Regions from separate parts of the Mus musculus genome. Here all the other regions are linked to region 5. The links are chromatin contacts, called in public promoter capture Hi-C maps. All regions are on one chromosome and are shown on one strand. The core of a region is the stretch at or near the end of the contact, and the rest is flanking DNA. Distances in the headings are between cores, read along the strand shown. Region 1 holds the start of Abca8b (ATP-binding cassette, sub-family A (ABC1), member 8b). Region 2 holds the start of Prkar1a (protein kinase, cAMP dependent regulatory, type I, alpha). Region 3 holds the start of Sox9 (SRY (sex determining region Y)-box 9). Region 4 holds the start of Amz2 (archaelysin family metallopeptidase 2). Region 5 holds the start of Kcnj2 (potassium inwardly-rectifying channel, subfamily J, member 2). Region 6 holds the start of Arsg (arylsulfatase G).

Region 1 (2,700 bases), core at 184-2,683, 1.1 Mb before region 5:
AAGCAGGCTCAGGGGCTATTGCCACAGGAGGAACCTGCATAGGGCTGTTAAAGGAGGTCCCAGGCAAGGCAGACAGGCAAGAAAAGAAAGGAGACAACTCATGGAAAGAGAGAAGGAAGGAATGGATGCCAAGAGTGGAGCTGCATCAGGTTGGAGTGCCCACTGAGGGGCCGCTAAGGTGCCTCATGAGTTGTTCTCAGTCCGGATAATCCAGAGGGAACAACTTCTGAGGGGACTGTGTAGTCTGTTGGGGTGGCAGAGTTGTCTGAGTAGAGATCTCAATACAGAATCAGGCACAGCCCTGCAGGCAACTGCACTCTTGTCTGCAACTTCTCTGATTTTATTTGTAAATTAAAATCGCCTCCTTGTCTGTCCACTCCTGGTGTGTGTGTTCTGCGATTTGTAAAAATACTGAAGACATGAACCCTCCTTATCTGTGGCATAAATAATATCCAAAATGTTTAAGTGGGGGGGGGGGGGGGAGGAGGAGAAAGGGGAAGGGAGGGAGAGACAGACAGACAGACAGACAGACAGAGACAGAGACAGAGACAGAGACAGAGACAGAGACAGAGACAGAGACAGACAGAGACAGAGGGCGAGAGACTAAGTGTTTCTCCTCCCCTGTTGCCCTGGGAGGCTGACACTTCTGTGCTGAAGGATGAACATTCAAAGTTAGGCTGTGAGACAGGAGAGCCCTGCACATTTCACATTCTCATTTCCCCCACGGTGTCAGAACAGCCAGAGATCCAAGAACAGTCACAGCTTGCTATTCATCAAGTGTTCTGTGAACCCTCTCCGGAAGCAGTCTCAGAAAAGTTAACCCCAGATTGCCAAATTACATCATCAAAGCAAATAACTCCAGAGGCAGTACAAGCTTCCCACTCAATCCTGAAGTGTCTCAGCTTGACAGTCAGTCTGTTGGCCAATTTCAGCTCATTCGCACACTCATTTTATGGCTCAGCAGAACATCATGATATAAAGGTATATATTTTAATTGAATACCTTGCTCTATTTAATATTACACACCAGACACCAAAACATTTCAGAATAGCCCACTGATTTTTAAAAAACCAACTTTGACACAGATGGTTAGCATTCAGCTCATAAAACGGTTCATTTTTTTATTATAACAACAACAATAATAATCCCGATGCCCAAACAAATAAACCTGATAAGGAAAACAAAATCTCAGAAACTTACTTTCGGGAAATGCCAAGCAGGGACTCCAGCCGCACCATTTAATCACGGGCTCTGTTTAGAATAATAAAGTGAGACACCTTCCCCTCCCCCTATTCTCCAGCACCTTTCTAGAGTTTAACTGTTTGCTGTCCGTGAACGCGACTGGTGAAAGCTGCTCTCAGCGGGAGTTTATGATCTCAGCTCTGGGTTGGTCTTGCCAAACACCACGGACACGTGACCGCGCATGGCTGCTCCTCTTTTACCGCTGTGCAGCCAGCCCCCGCAGGGCGGTGCCAGTTATATTTGGTCACCTGGCCATGTGGCTGTATAACGGAGGAAATTCAATATTCCCAAGCTTGCAGGATGCCTAAGCTGGAGAGCAACATTTAATGCGTTGCTTTTAAACTGGAAGGTGGTAAATCAGAGAGCTGTGTTATCGGAGGAAAGCTTTCTCTCCACCCACAGCCCTGGGCTTCTGACTTCTTCACTCAGGATTTTCATTCTTATTTCTCAGTTTTGCTTTCATTTAGTTCTCTGGTGATTTTTTTCCAGTTCCCGCTGAGCTTTAGTCTTGACTGTTGATTTATGGAGTAGGTTTTAGGGTCTTCATTCTAGATACTGGAGACAATTATCTTGTATGTCCCTTCTGCTCCTGGAGGAAAGAGATAGACATCAAGGGTCTTCATCAAGTGCTGTCCATATTTCTGTTATTTTTGCAGCTTGATTGCCATTTGCTTAATAAACACTAATCATGGATTATGAATATGCTATTTTATTATATATTATTTTAATTATATATTACTGTGTACCATGCTATTATTTTTCTGACTGGTGTAACTGTGGCATTATTTACCTTGGGGGTATCCAACAGCTATATAATTGAACACCAAGCCTTCTCAATCAGAAGGAAATTGTGTTTGATATTCTAAACCTAGTCAACTCTCTGTGGATGTAGCGGTCATAGACCCTAGAGGAGAATGTACCACTGCTATTTTTCTTAAGCAATATAATTTCTAACTGCATTTTAAATACTTCTTATGCCTACAGTTGAATGTAGTTCTCATGCTTCTTCAAGAAGCTTCCTTTTGCATCTAACTGAGGCTACTACAAGGATCCATAACTGGTCGCCAAGAGGTACCCAGACCCAACACATTATGTACACCCATAATATAAGTTCAGGGAACATCCTGGAAGAAGGGATGTGAATCAGAGGACTAGGCTATATGGCTGCTGGACAATATCTTCTAGACAGGATTGCTGCTCCCGGGAGGTTGCAACAATATATCTGCCTAAAGGAAACTTACATAATGACAACCACAGCTGACATGCCAACAGGAAGAGGTAAAATTTCTAGGGTCTACTCCTAGATAAAGAGATATAGGCAACCAATGACTGGTGAGGAACGGAGAACCAGTGCTCTCCAGAAAAAAGTCTTGTAGTTCATCCAATCCCAAGTGGTCAGCCCTAAAGACGGGTACATATGAACAATGTTAAAAGACATTAGGGGTGTGTGTGTGTGTA
Region 2 (2,700 bases), core at 95-2,594, 1.4 Mb before region 5:
AATGTTCAGAGCCCTTATCATAGTCTGGGTATTCCAAGACAAAGTCAGGCTTAAAAAGGTGAAATTTACAAACACCACTTAACCCAAATATCTTAACTGGGGATCACTGTGAAAATTATGCAGGAGATATTGTAACCTTTTTTGGTACTAAGTGTTAAATCCGTGATATTTTCTACGCACATTGCCCTAGCACATACACGATGAGGCTGTCAACACCTTGCAGCTACTCAGAACCACACACTGCAGGGGCCTATTTTATTTATGTATTTATTTAGGCCCACTTTATTTATTTAATTCATATGCCTAAAATTGTGTCCCTTGCTTTCATTTTCACATACTTAAGGGGAAAGTTGACTGAAGGAATAATGAAGTCGCCTTTTCTCTTGTTTTCTCATGCAGCTCAGATTTCTTGCTTGGTCAATGATTTGATCTGCCCATCTGTCTGTACTGCCCATGACGCAGTCTGGCATAATAGGAGGCTAGGGCATTATCAGGACTCCGGGCTCCTCTTGGAAGTCTCCCTACATCTGGTGCTTCTGTAGGCACGGTAGGGCCTCCATTGATGACAGCTCACTTGTGGAGACAGTAGTCAGATTAGCCAAGCAGAGGCTTGATAGGGGCTCAGATTTCCTGGACCGGATGACAGGCCCGAGTCCGGAACCCCGGGTATTGCGGGGGTCTACACAGGATGCGCGCTCTGTCCATCAGGAGCATCTCAGCATCCGCTTGCGCTCAGCTGTGGTAGATCCGCTAGGGCCTCCTCCTCTTCCAACAGCAGGGATCTCCTTGTCCGCCCAGCGTCCTGTAACCCCATCCCCCTCCCTGCCGTCCCATAGCACCCAGGGCGGAGTCGCCCACCTGTCACCGAATCGTCCCACGTGGGTCTGCGGTAGGAGGGTCGAAGGGAGGGAGAAAAGACAGAGGCGTGGAGGGAGGCAGACGCAAGAGCCACCGAGGAACCGAGGAGAGGCTGAGATCTCCGAACAGCTAAACAATCTAGAGGACCCCCCACCACACCTGGTAAGGAAGGGACAATAAAGGAGACAGAAACGGGTTAGCAGAAAGAGAAGGAAAAAGATGAGAGCGATGAAGGGGCTACGTATACGCGACAAGATAAAGATGGAGAGGTGCCCTGCAAGAGAACGGTTCTAGCTAGATGACGACGGGCTAAGGGTAGGGGGTGGGAGTAGCCGGTGGTGGGCTTGAGGGGGGTGGGGATGGGGTTGGAGGAGGATCCTAGGCGTCTGCGCCTTTAAGGTTGCCAAGGCAACCGCCCTGGCCAGAGCGAGGCGCATTGACGTCAGCAGCCGAACGCTGATTGGCCGCGGTCGGCTGGTTTCCGGTGGAGCCGTCGCCGAGCCGCTATCGCAGAGTGGTAGTGAGGCTGCGAGCTGAGCCCGCTGGACGCTCGGTCACCCCGGCCGCCTCGCCCTGCGTTAGCCCCTGCTCGTGCCGCCGCCCGCCCTCAGGTGAGTGCGGGCCCGAGGCCTGACCGGGGAGTCGCCGGCCGCGGCGCTCCGCTGCGCGTCCCTGAAGGCGCGGGAGCGAGCCAAGATGGCGCCCCGGGGAGCGCGCTGCGGGGGGACGGCCGCACCCCCTGCGCCTCCGAGGCGGCCTCGGGGCCTGTCGCAGGCCTCGCACTGTCCCCCGGGGTCCGCCCTTGCACCGTTCCCCGCGGGGCCGTAGGCCGCCCCTGCCCCCCGCCGTTCCGCCCCCGTCCTGAGTGTCTCCGGGTCCCCGGTCCTGCGCTGCCCTCGGCTCCCCGGCCGCCTCCGCCCCCGCGCGCCGCGGCCTCGGCGCCCGTCCTCCCTCCCCCACTTCCTGAAGGACAAGAGCTCGGTATTTTTTTTTTTTTTTTAAACCGGAATCCGCCATGGCTTTTCGGTCTTAGCCTCGCCACTCGGCTGTAGTCTTCATCTCTGCCCAGTCGTTTCTTCTGCCCTGGCTTCCCCCCTCCTCTTCGCGGGCTCGTCTCCCTCCACCCCTCCGCTCGGTGATTTCAGCCTAGCTCCATTTCCCTTTGTCCCCCTAACACTTCTCGTCCTTTCCAGCCCCCACCACCGCCCACCCCAGCCTCCCCAGGCCTCCCGCTCCGCTCCACTCCACGTCTGCGGCCTCCTGCCTGGTGGGGGATGAGGGGCCGTCTTGCTGCTCTCAGTGATCATGACCGTGGCCTAAGTGAAGTGAAGGGCACTTTCCTGCCCTCCCTCGTGAAAATACGCGGCGCCCGTTAACCCTTAACTCCAGCCCAGAGCGGGTGTGGGGACAGCCGATGACTTGAGGGAGCCAGGATAGATAGGTTTCTTGAGCAGAGAAATGAAGGCTCGCATTTAGATGATGACCCCCACCCCACCCCCCAGGCTGTGTTAGTGTTACTTGGCATCCTTTAGATGTGGGCCCTGTCAGCAACAGGCTCCCAAAGGCGGTTTAAATATGTCCTCCAGTATAGTCCTTCTGAAAGCAAGAGTGTCATCAGAACCGAATTTCCTCAAGAATCCCCCTTCTTACGAATACTCGATGCAGTGATGATGGTTTTAGTGTTTGTTTTGGAGAGAAGCTAAGTTGTGGGGTTTTTAAAAAGTAAATACAAACGTGGAACCAAGACATACCCGATTAAAAATCCTAAGGCCATAAAATTAGATTATTTGGCGTTTCACATGATGACTGGTGTTTGTATTTTCTTTACCAGTGCCTGCCTTT
Region 3 (2,700 bases), core at 199-2,698, 1.7 Mb after region 5:
AGGCCGATTCGCTTTATCAATAATTTAGTAAGTTCAAAGCGAAGCTTTGCAAGAATCAGAAAGGGGATGTTTAAATGAAATTGTTTATCTTTTTTTTTTTTTTACACCGTTGTGAGTTTGTTTGTGGTTCCGAGGGCATGTCGCCCGGTGGCAACTAAGATTTTTATTCGTTCCAGAAAAGATAATTCCTCCCTTAGCCAACCTTGCTCTAAGAGTTTGAGTAAACACGCAGCTTCGGCTCCAAGCACTCTTAAAGTGCAACGGACACCTAAGTGGCCTCCCCCAGAACGCCCACCTGTGTGCAGGTCTAAGAGGACGCAACTAAAGTCCAGACGCCTAGAGCTTCGCCCTCTTAGGTATCTGGTAAAAGGAAGGCCCAAGCAAGGGAGCCACAGGGCTCCGCCAAAGTGGCCCGTTTTGTCTGGAGTCTCCAGTCCAAGTCAAGGGCCTTCTCGGCCTCACCGCCCGGCCCTGCCACCTTTGCAAACTTCGCCCTCAACCCCGGAGTAGTTTTGCAAACTCCAGTGGCGAGCCTGACGGTGTTTGTGACTCAGTCAGGAGGCAAGAAGCAGAACTCTAAAGTAATAATCCTGACTACGAGGGGCGTCAGAGTACTGGAGGGGCCGGGAAAGGACTTGTCAGTTCAAGGTCGGCGTGGCCCACGGGACCGGCCGCAAGAGCCGGGGACTGCGCGGTCCCTGCCGCCAGCCTTTGCCTGGTGCTCGGCTTTGGTTTTCATTGATTCCCCACTGCGGGAGCGCAGCAGAAGCTCCAGTCACCACACCAGCTTCGTTGAACCAGAGCGCGTTAATCTATTTATATGGATTATTACAGAGAACAGCGGGCGTTGAGTCACCCAAACATTTGCTTCCAAAAGACCATTTCTAAGCACTTTTTTTGGAAGCCGGCAGACTCCAGGCGCAGAAGCCCAGCTCCGCTTTGACGAGCAGCTGTTGCAATTTCCATTGCTGTAAACGCCAGCGAAGTCCCGGGTACCACGGAGACAGCATCGAAAAGTGGGGGTGGGGGGTTGTGGAGGGTCCTAGTCTAGACACGCTCGCGTGCACGCGCACACACACACACACACACACACATACACACACACACACACACACACACACACACACACACATCGGTTCACACGGAGACCGTTCCAAAACTGTGACATTCCGAGAGTAGAGAGCAAACTTACACACTCGGACGTCCCGGGTCCCCCGCTTGCCCCGCGCCCCCCTCCAAGTCCCCTCACCCCACCATCCACCCTCTGGCTGAGCTCCCCTCCCTTCTCCTCCCCTCCTGTCTCGTCACCCAACCCGGAGCCACAATCCTCCCCAGCCCCCCTTCCAAAATCCGGTCCAATCAGCGACTTGCCAACACTGATGACTCAAGAGCTAGCCGTGATTGGCCCGAGGTATCTAACGTGAAGGAGGAGTATTTATTAGAGACCCTGAGCTGGAAGTCGGAGAGCCGAGAGCGCTGCTCGGAACTGCCTGGAAACTTCTGTGGGAGCGACAACTTTACCAGTTTCAGTCCAGGAACTTTTCTTTGCAAGAGAGACGAGGTGCAAGTGGCCCCGGTTTCGTTCTCTGTTTTCCCTCCCTCCTCCTCCGCTCCGACTCGCCTTCCCCGGGTTTAGAGCCGGCAGCTGAGACCCGCCACCCAGCGCCTCTGCTAAGTGCCCGCCGCCGCAGCCCGGTGACGCGCCAACCTCCCCGGGAGCCGTTCGCTCGGCGTCCGCGTCCGGGCAGCTGAGGGAAGAGGAGCCCCAGCCGCCGCGGCTTCTCGCCTTTCCCGGCCACCCGCCCCCTGCCCCGGGCTCGCGTATGAATCTCCTGGACCCCTTCATGAAGATGACCGACGAGCAGGAGAAGGGCCTGTCTGGCGCCCCCAGCCCCACCATGTCGGAGGACTCGGCTGGTTCGCCCTGTCCCTCGGGCTCCGGCTCGGACACGGAGAACACCCGGCCCCAGGAGAACACCTTCCCCAAGGGCGAGCCGGATCTGAAGAAGGAGAGCGAGGAAGATAAGTTCCCCGTGTGCATCCGCGAGGCGGTCAGCCAGGTGCTGAAGGGCTACGACTGGACGCTGGTGCCCATGCCCGTGCGCGTCAACGGCTCCAGCAAGAACAAGCCACACGTCAAGCGACCCATGAACGCCTTCATGGTGTGGGCGCAGGCTGCGCGCAGGAAGCTGGCAGACCAGTACCCGCATCTGCACAACGCGGAGCTCAGCAAGACTCTGGGCAAGCTCTGGAGGTGAGCGCGCGGGCCGCCAGGGAGGGCTCGGTGGCTAGGGGGGACGCGGGCTGCACTCACCGACCCCGCCCCGCCTCCCTGAGCCGCGGAGTTGTGCATCCTGGGGTCTTTGGTCCAGGATGCAGGGCGGCCGGGGGCGGGGGGAGGGAGTGGCTCAGATTTTGAGAAAGTTCTTGGGATTGCTCTTGGTTATGGCGGGGGGGGGGGGAATGGGGGCGTGAATATGACTGCTTTTAGGAAGGTAGAAAGGAGTGAGGGGGTGTGCCAGCCTGGTCCCTCTGGAAAGGAACAATTAGAGGAAGCAAGCCCACCTTCCTTAGGCCAACTGCGCTCATTCCTGGGGAGATGGAGTGAAGGGAAAGTGTAACTGAGACTAGAGGAGACCCAGGCAAGAATTGGGCAAAGCTACTGAGAACCGGCAGGGGCATGGATCAACAGAGCGAGCT
Region 4 (2,700 bases), core at 173-2,672, 1.6 Mb before region 5:
GGCAGGACTATTTGTCTGCAATGATATGGATTAGTTATTCTGAAATTACCCTCAGTGCATATTGTACCACAGAGCAGTTAAATGCAGAAGTAAATTATGAATAGTGGGAGACAGACTTTTCATTAGTATGGAAGGGAGTGCACACAGAAAAATGGAAAGCAGGAACCTTGTGGTGTTAGACTGCAATCAGAGTGATTGGTAGGAATTCCCAGTGTAGGTGTCCTGTGACTACTTAGAAAAAATTGCTTGTTTAGAAGCATGCTCTGGAGTATTTACACTAAAGGGGCATCATGTCTACAGCTGATTAAAAATGTCCCGGGAGAAAAAAATGGTCAGGTTGTTGGGGAGTGACCTCATGGGAGGAGAAAGAGGATCAGAGGGGGTCCTGGGGAAATATAACCGAAGTATGAAAATTTGAAAGAATATACATGTATGTGTCTCTCTCTGTATGTGTGTATACAGTGCTCAGAAGTCAGACACAGGAACATTCTCTGCTACATAGTGAGTTCAAGGCCAGCCTTGACAGGAGACCCTCCCCAAATAAGCCACTTTTGTCAACTTGGTAAGGGCAGTAAGGACAACATATATGAGCCTTGTTATAATAACTGGGCAAGGATAATTAGAGCAGTGTGCACAAGGCAAGAAGAGAGCAAAAAGTTTGGGGGTTGGGTAGGAAGAAGGGTACAGACATGTGGGGTATGCAGTCTTTAACTTCCAAGGATGAGAGGATGTTGATAAAATAGTGGCATCATCCCCTTGTTTGACCTTCCTGGGGCCAGAAGCGCCCAGAGATGCAAAAGGATTGAATAGGTATATGCTGGGGGCGGGGATCAGGAGATCTGGCCCTGGGGTTTCCCCTTCCAGAGTCTCCTGGGGGTCCGAGCTCTAAGCTCTTAGTTCCCCAAGTACCAAAGGCAACCCTATGCCCCACGCCCTAGGATGCAGCCCTGCTTCCTGACAGCGGTGAGGCCGCGACAGTCGGGCAAACCGACTAAGAAGGGAAAGTCCAAGCGGGTGATGTGTCAAGCCGCGGACACGGCTGACTTATTTGGACCCAGTGGTTAAATTACTCAGGCTCAGCCCACGGCAGGTGGTTCCGTGACCCTGCACCGCCCGCGAGGAGCGGGTCGCGGCGCCCCCGTGAGGGCCGACGCGAAACAGCGACGACTGGGGACTGTCCGACACTACATCGCCCCCTTACTACTTTAGTCAACCACACACAGCGTGAGTGTTGTGAAATGGACAGAGGTCACGCCTTCGGGGCGGGGTTACAGCACATGGGCGGGGCCTTTCTGGAGGAGTGGGGCGGGCTCAGTGTTTGGAGGAGGAGCCTTAGGAGGGAAGAGCGCAGATAGGAGGCGGGGCGACGATTGAGGGGCGGGAAGACGGGTCTTGCTAGTGGGCGGTGTGGGCGGGGCATGCGTGAAAGGGTGAGGTGCGTCCGCGCGAGGCGCATGCGTGCTAGGACCACCGTGGCAGCTTGAGGGCGGCCTAGAGGCCTGTCCGGGTGAGGGTGGTATGAGGAACCGTCAGGGCTGGGCAGGGGAGGAGGAGGAAGGTGTTGATCGTTGGGGAGGAGCGGATGTGGTGGGAGGGATGGCTGCGGCGGAAGCAGAGGGGACCTCGGGGGCAGGATGTCTCTTGGGAACAACGCGGGCCTTTCCGGTTGCTCCCTGGGTAGAAGACGCGAACTCTGAGTTCCGGGGAGGCCCCCCACTTTTGACTCAAGCAGAGACTGGGTGGCGTCTGCACCGGCCGTGCAAGTTGCTATGGGCAACCAGCTAGCACGTCTGGCGAGACCCACTTGGCGGGAGATGTTCCGGTTATAGAACCGAAGCATCTTAGGCCCCCGGTCCCTGCAGTGACTGTACGATGGCTCCCTGCACACTTCTTCAGCGACACCATCCACGTTGGACTAGGATGTGGAGGCCTTCTGACTTTCCACTCTGTCTCTTTTATTAGGGTGAAGGCCACACCCCTTTGCCAGACATGCATTGTCCTTAGAAAAACATAAATGGAAAAACAGCAGCTGGAGATTTCTCCTTTATAAAGGTAGGTAGACTGAATGGGGCCATGGTGATTTATTTTTTTTTTCTTTTTAAATTTCATCCTGTAAAAATAAAATCTCAGCCCAGATGTGCAGTACCGAGATGAGCTACACTCAGCGTAGTCTCTAGGATCCTTTCTAGTCAGTGTCACCCTCTTGAGCTCCAGAATTCAGAAGTTCACTGAGCACAGCAGTTAGCTTAAATTTCAAAATCAGTCGTTAATAAACTGAGAAATACAGAGAAACCCTGTCCCACCCCCCAACCCACCCCCAAAACAAAGCAGAACAAAAAACCAGCCAACCAACCAAACAAACAAAAATGGAAAAGGCCCTCAATTAGAAAACACAAACTAAATGGACAGAAACATTCATCTTTTTTTTCTTTTCTCACTCAAAAAGCGTCTGCTTGGTATGAAGGATGAACGTGCCACGTAGGGACTTGATAGGAATGGGGAAAGTCCTGTCACCATGAGTATGGCGTCTCATTGGTCATCTTAGATCTACCCCCGTGTCTTATGGCTGACAAGGTAAGCGTAAGGGGCTGAGATGGATCTTGCCAACCTGCAGTTAAATAACAGAACCATTACTCTTTTCCTTATTGAATATCTTTGAGTGACACTGGAAGGGATGCCGTTGATCCTGTGGACAAAGTG
Region 5 (2,789 bases), core at 251-2,750:
TTCAGCCTCAGCAAATGAAATGCCATTTGGATATCAAAAGAGTCCCAGGGCTTTCATGATCCATTCTGCACCCTCTTAAGTGTATTGCTCATGCTAGGAAAAGAGGCAGGCTTCTTAAGGTAAAATGAAAATCTATGCACATTTCACCAGCACCTCCTAGGGGCCAAGTGCGGATGTGGGACTAGGAGGTGGGTATCCACTCAGCAGCTCAGAACGGCTCCTTTCAACACTCGTACACATAAAAGTGTGCCCTGCTCCTACCACCTAGAACGCGAAATATTTTGTAGAGGTTGTTTGGTGACTCAAGGCAGTCTTTACGGGCTTAAGTTAAAGGTAGGCAGATGCTTTGGGGTGCTTGAAGCATATTCATTAAACCGGACTGCAAAACTCCGTGGAAGATAAAAGACTCCTAAACGCATCATGTCATTTTAAAAGCAAAGCTTCGCTACGATACCAATGTACTCAGAGATAACATGCACCTGCTTTACACACTCAGTGGAGAATTCATTTATAAATTGTCAGGATGCAGGTGCTAACCGAGGCTGGTTTTTGAAGGTCTGCAGTACTCTTGCCTGGTTGCTGGGAAGGAGGACGGGGAGGCGCTGGAGCGAGGGCAGAGCTGAGAGTCTGTAGGAGTTGCTGTTCCAGAGAATTCATTACTCTCTAATTGTTCTGGTTTTACATGAGCAGAGCTTGCCGGGCGGTGGTGGAGAGAAAGATCGAGGGCGAGGGCGGACAAGGCGAAAGGAACCAGCGGCTCCCTCCCTTCCCCCACACATCCCAGAGAAGTCTAGGCGCATTTTTTTTCTTTTTTTTTTTTTTGTAAGTAATTCACCATCATTTGCGAGGAGAAACGGCCCAGTCAGACAAGCAATCGCTAGCACATCTAAATTTTGCAGGGTATTGAGTGCGGGTCCCGGGACCCTTTCCAGGTTTAATTTAAGGATTATCCGCAAGCTGCAGTTGAGTGCTCTGTGGGTTTCCACAGTCTACAGGCTGGAAAAGGGCTGGAGGGAGACGCACCCCAGTGGTTATTTATTCCCTCCCTGCTGTAGACGTCTTTCCCAGGCACTGACACCTCTCGGGCCCTTATACAGGAACACGTACAGCCGGCCTCCACTGTGGAAAGAAACCGGGAAGTGTGGGTCTCACAGAACCCAGTAGGAAGCTTTGCCCAAGGCCAGGCTGCAATTAGGCAGCCGCATGGAGGCTGAGCTTCCCACCTGTTGCTGTACCCTCTGGGCCGCGACTTCCTCCTCCTCAGCCCAGAGCTGGACTCTCAGACCAGGCTAGGCAGCTGGAGGAGGTAGAGGAAGCCACAGCAGGTTCCGAGGCTGGCAGAGCCAGGGTCCGCGGGTGTAGAGATCCTCCTCCTCCTCCTCCTGATGGCGGTTCCCGGGGCGGGGGAAGCGCAGCCACGTGCGCTCCGATTGGCCAACAGTGGGCAGAGGGCGGAGCCAACAAGGCCGGTTATCACAAGGACCGCCTCCAGGCTATCGCAGAGCGCACTGGAGCCCTGGCCAGCGCGCAGCCTTCCCAGCACCGGCAAGCAGTGTCTTGGGAATTCTCACTTGCTTCGGCTCATTCTCTTTCACAAAAACCACTGGATCTTACATGCTTCTGTAATCCCCACTTCCACTCCATGTCCCCATGATCCTGTACCAGCAACAGGTAAGGGCTTCTGTGTTTTCTTCCTGTTCTCTTCTGGGTTGTCTGTGTGTGTCCAGGGCAATGAACTTGCTCCACAGTCCTCTACCCTACAGCTCCGGCTGCTCCGGAGGTGCCCAGTTGTCAGGCTGCTGTTAATGCTTTCCTCCCGCAAGCTTTGGAGTCCCGGCTCATTGCCTATATAGTTTGTGTGCGCACCAGAACATCCTCAGAGCTAAAAATACTGAGACACGCTTGGAAGAGTTGAGCAATAGAAACAGATTTCTCTGCAGCATCTGTTTGTGCTCATAACTTCCAATGCACCAGCTGTAGGGAGATATTGGGTTTAGAGTCAAGCGCGAGCCTGGCGTGGATTCTTCCTCTTATTGCGGGTGAGAGGGAGGAAGAGAAGGAGACTGGGGCTTGATCGGACCAAGAGACTTAGCACTTAATCTAGATCCTTGGTGTTTGGGGAGGGGGAGTCCTTGCTACAGATACAGCACAAAATTCCAGAGTGAGCTTCTCAAGTCTCAAAGTTCCTTTGCTGAGAAAAAAAGGAAAAAAGTAGCAGCCAGAGTTGGATTTTAGCTTCAAGACCGCAAAACTTTCCCATCCGATGTCGGTCTCCCCTAAGTACTTTGCTATTCTTAGTAATAATGGTGTAAATTCCTCATTTGAAGACAGTGTGGTTTAAGGGAAGCAATGATCGAAGCAACTTGATTCAGGGAGGAAAACGACTGCATCATAACTAGTACTCCTATGACAGTTGAGGGAAAAACCAAGTTAGGAAATGGGTAGTCGCACGTCCGTCTGCTTCAGTCTGTCAGTGGAGATTTGGATGAGGTTATCCATTCTAGAGATTTTCACAAACTCCGAAGATACCTGGCAGTAAATAAAGGCATTGCTTGAAAACCTGTTTTGGTTAAGCACAGAAGAGAATTAATATATCTCCTTTAATCATTTGTTGTCTTTTCCTATTAATAATTAATAGGCAGTCGTATTTCCTCTTGGAAACCAGCTCTGTAGGTGCACTGTGAGCTACCATTACACTTGTCTTTCTCTTCTTACCCACATCTAAGGGTTTTATTTTTATTTTCATTACATAGTTGAGTACACACACACACACACACACACACACTCAC
Region 6 (2,700 bases), core at 167-2,666, 1.6 Mb before region 5:
ACAAACAAAAAAAACCAGTCAGATCACCAGAGGCTGAAATCTCAATCCTAAGGTAGAAATCCCCTTCCCGTCAAAAGCAGCCAGCACAGTGCCTAGCTGTACAAACCACCAGCTTCCAGGTTAAGGAGTTGTAATGGGTTCCTCAATTCCTACGATCTTCCCCCCTACCCTGTTGTTCGATGACATTTTTACACGCCATCTAACAAACTTCTATCACTTGTCTGCTGCGGTGCAGGGATTGAGAACAACCCAGAAGGAAATTAACCTATTTCCTCTTTAAAATCATTCTCCCCCCACGCCTGGAGCCGTTCAGCTGCACGACACTTTGCTGCCGCTGGTAGCCCGGCGGACCTTGGAAGTTGTGCGGGACCGACCAGCAGGCAGCAAGCGGGTGACAGTGCAGCCCGGCAAGGTGTGGGACCCACGCTCCGAAGGGAAATCTGTCTCTCTCCGGGACCGCCCTGGGGAGGGGGGTAACAGGGATGGAGACCCGAAGTTCCACTTTTCCCTCGTGCTGCCTCAGTGGCCGCCTTGGGTGCGCGCGCGAGCCCGGGGAAGGAAGGTACCTCTCTGACATTTCGCTCTGCTGACGCGCCGGCAACTTCATGAGGAAAATCCAGAGAGGGTCTGAGACGGTCGCCGGACTCGCCTCACAGCCTGGCTCCTTTCACCCCGGGTTGGGGACGATCAAAGGCCAGGGCACCCTTTAAGGTATTTCCTGGAACCCATCTATACTTAGGGTCATGGACATTCAACTCTCAGTTGCCCACAACTGCCCGAGCGCGTCATCCCAGTGGCTCCGAACACTCCCAACTGTCAGAATATTTTTCGGATTAACCTCTTTAAAATGTTAAAAGCTTTCCTCCTCCCCGCCCTTAAAAAAAAAAAAAAGGCCCCAACACATATTAAAAAACAAACAAACAAACACCCATACCCCACAATCAAACTTTTAAGCGTGTAAAATAATAAAACCAACTCACCAAGTTAGAAGGGAAGAGAATAAACCCCAAAAGGCACCCAATAAGGCGGAGGCTGGGCCTCCGGAGCCTTCTTATAAACCGCTCCGTAACATGAGAAAAAGGTTTAACCCCTTAGGGCGTGGGCCAGAGTCTCTATCAAGTTGGCTCCGGGCGGGGAGCCTGGAGTACCCTGGCCCCCAACCCACGCCAGCCTCGGCCACCCGAGCCACACCCTCCCCCCGCCCCCCAACCCTGTCGCCTCCTCCCGGGCCGTGCGTGCCGCCGCCCGCGCCCCGGCCCCGCTTCTCTCTGCCTATCTCTTATCCTATACCGGCTGCAGCCGGTCTCCGCCGGCCTCGGGGGCGCGCCGCCGACCATGTGCTGGGAGCGCCGAGCGCCTGCAAGGAGGGGGCCGGCCTGGTGCGCGCGCGCGGGCCCACGTGGATCGGGGCCGCGCAAGGCACGCGCCCCGCCTGCCGGCTGCCGGGGCTGGGGGTCACGGAAGGTAACCGCGCTGTCATCGCGGGTCGCCCATCCCCGCCGACGCCTCTGGGGTCCTTGGCCCGACGCCCTCATCCCCTCATCCGCGCGTGCCCGTGTGATCCCGGCCCGATCGGACCCCGGCACTTAGCTGCAGTGCGAGCGGGAGCGCGATCGAGCCCGGGGCGACCGAGTGCGCCCCTGCACCCCCTCTCCGAGCGCAGCTCCCGGGTCCGCCCGCGCCCTGAGGATTTGGGGAGCCAGTGAGGAGGCTGGGGAGGGGGGGTTGGGAGGGCAGGGGAGGCGCGCGTTTGGGCTGGTCCCGCGCGTCCCTGGTCCCGGACTGAACAGGTTCCTTCCAGTTTGGGTGTGAGCGGAGCACGCGCGGGATCCCGAGTTCCTCCTCTAGAGACCACTTCCCCCCCAAATTTCGTCAACTCGCGCGCCCCGCCAGTTCCCCTTCCGGGCATGCGGGGGGAAGTGCCGCAATGGGCCCTAAGGAGCCCGCGGCTGGGTTGCTGCCGGTGCACTGTCGTGTTCCCCCGCCTCCCCTCCCCGTGCTGCCTTGTTTGCAGCCGCAGCAGCCACCAGCCGCCAGCATCCGCGCTGCGCGAAAGAGATGGGAGAAGCCTGGCTGAGTCAGCATCTCCGCTTCTCCGTGCGCGCGCACCCGCCTAGGCGGGAGGCGGCGTGAGCACAGGTGCACGGCAGCCTTAACCCCCCCCCCCCCCAGGAGGCTTCTGGGGGGATCGAGACCCCCAAACCTCCAAGCCCCCTGATCCCAAAGGTCACTATGAACTAAATGGATGCTTCCGGAGAAGCCCGAGTTATTCCTGAGGACAGCGCGTGTCTGAGGATTAGGGACTGTTCAGAGCCAGAGGGGGCGCAAAGTTGGTTTCCTGGACTCCATCTCACACCTCTGGAGAAAAACTGGGTACTGCCTCACAGCAAAAGCCCTGTTCCTCTGCATTCCCCCCCCTTCCCCCCTCAGACTTAGGCAACCCACGTCGGTTGATTGTGGCTCAGAGATTGTCTTTCTGATGTTAGAAACTGCAGAGAACCTACTTTGGGAGTGTGCCTGAAGGGTCGCCACCCACCGGGAGGAGCACCGGTTCAAAATTTTAATAAAAACCTTTCCTTGCTCTGTCATTTCCCCCAGGATTTGGGAATGCAGTCACCCAGTGCTGTCAATAGGCTCTGGTGTGGCTAAGTGAGGAGGCAGGTGTATTGGTGCAGAGTGTGTTACTCTGGTCACTGTAGT

The links. Promoter capture Hi-C pulls out the DNA fragments that hold promoters and counts their contacts.
Region 1: a contact with region 5 is called in a promoter capture Hi-C map of hippocampal neurons, with 2.6 times the contacts expected there. The contact joins the promoter of Abca8b here to the promoter of Kcnj2 in region 5. A contact is called at or near these places in 3 of 39 promoter capture datasets (the C10 cell line, hippocampal neurons and stem cell-derived epiblast-like cells).
Region 2: a promoter capture Hi-C map of embryonic stem cells shows a contact between it and region 5, with 4 times the contacts expected there. The contact joins the promoter of Prkar1a here to the promoter of Kcnj2 in region 5. A contact is called at or near these places in 3 of 39 promoter capture datasets (embryonic stem cells, hippocampal neurons and pre-B cells), 1 of 484 Hi-C or Micro-C datasets (cardiomyocytes) and 2 of 115 datasets of contacts at active chromatin or transcription factors (astrocytes and cardiomyocytes).
Region 3: a contact with region 5 is called in a promoter capture Hi-C map of hippocampal neurons, with 12 times the contacts expected there. The contact joins the promoter of Sox9 here to the promoter of Kcnj2 in region 5. A contact is called at or near these places in 2 of 39 promoter capture datasets (embryonic stem cells and hippocampal neurons), 3 of 484 Hi-C or Micro-C datasets (all in embryonic stem cells), 2 of 115 datasets of contacts at active chromatin or transcription factors (astrocytes and embryonic forebrain) and 1 of 9 other capture datasets (embryonic stem cells).
Region 4: a contact with region 5 is called in a promoter capture Hi-C map of pre-B cells, with 5 times the contacts expected there. The contact joins the promoter of Amz2 here to the promoter of Kcnj2 in region 5. A contact is called at or near these places in 2 of 39 promoter capture datasets (liver and pre-B cells) and 1 of 9 other capture datasets (liver).
Region 6: a promoter capture Hi-C map of pre-B cells shows a contact between it and region 5, with 2.5 times the contacts expected there. The contact joins the promoter of Arsg here to the promoter of Kcnj2 in region 5.

The regions. Positions count from the first base shown.
Region 1 is chr11:109,994,412-109,997,111 of GRCm38.p6, forward strand. Abca8b (ATP-binding cassette, sub-family A (ABC1), member 8b) reads right to left here and starts at 1,434. Exons shown (of 39, transcript NM_013851.3): 1 at 1,201-1,434.
Region 2 is chr11:109,649,605-109,652,304 of GRCm38.p6, forward strand. It overlaps Prkar1a (protein kinase, cAMP dependent regulatory, type I, alpha), which reads left to right and starts at 1,345. Exons shown (of 11, transcript NM_001373913.1): 1 at 1,345-1,469.
Region 3 is chr11:112,780,762-112,783,461 of GRCm38.p6, forward strand. It overlaps Sox9 (SRY (sex determining region Y)-box 9), which reads left to right and starts at 1,449. Exons shown (of 3, transcript NM_011448.4): 1 at 1,449-2,254. The coding sequence starts at 1,824. RefSeq lists an enhancer at 1-278, a cis regulatory region at 1,055-1,069 and a promoter at 1,271-1,778.
Region 4 is chr11:109,424,524-109,427,223 of GRCm38.p6, forward strand. Amz2 (archaelysin family metallopeptidase 2) reads left to right here and starts at 1,423. Exons shown (of 9, transcript NM_025275.4): 1 at 1,423-1,507; 2 at 1,963-2,052; 3 at 2,447-2,574. The coding sequence starts at 2,563.
Region 5 is chr11:111,064,664-111,067,452 of GRCm38.p6, forward strand. It overlaps Kcnj2 (potassium inwardly-rectifying channel, subfamily J, member 2), which reads left to right and starts at 1,501. Exons shown (of 2, transcript NM_008425.4): 1 at 1,501-1,671.
Region 6 is chr11:109,471,958-109,474,657 of GRCm38.p6, forward strand. Arsg (arylsulfatase G) reads left to right here and starts at 1,417. Exons shown (of 14, transcript NM_028710.3): 1 at 1,417-1,464. Slc16a6 (solute carrier family 16 (monocarboxylic acid transporters), member 6) reads right to left here and starts at 1,641. Exons shown (of 6, transcript NM_001029842.2): 1 at 1,291-1,641. The coding sequence starts at 1,535.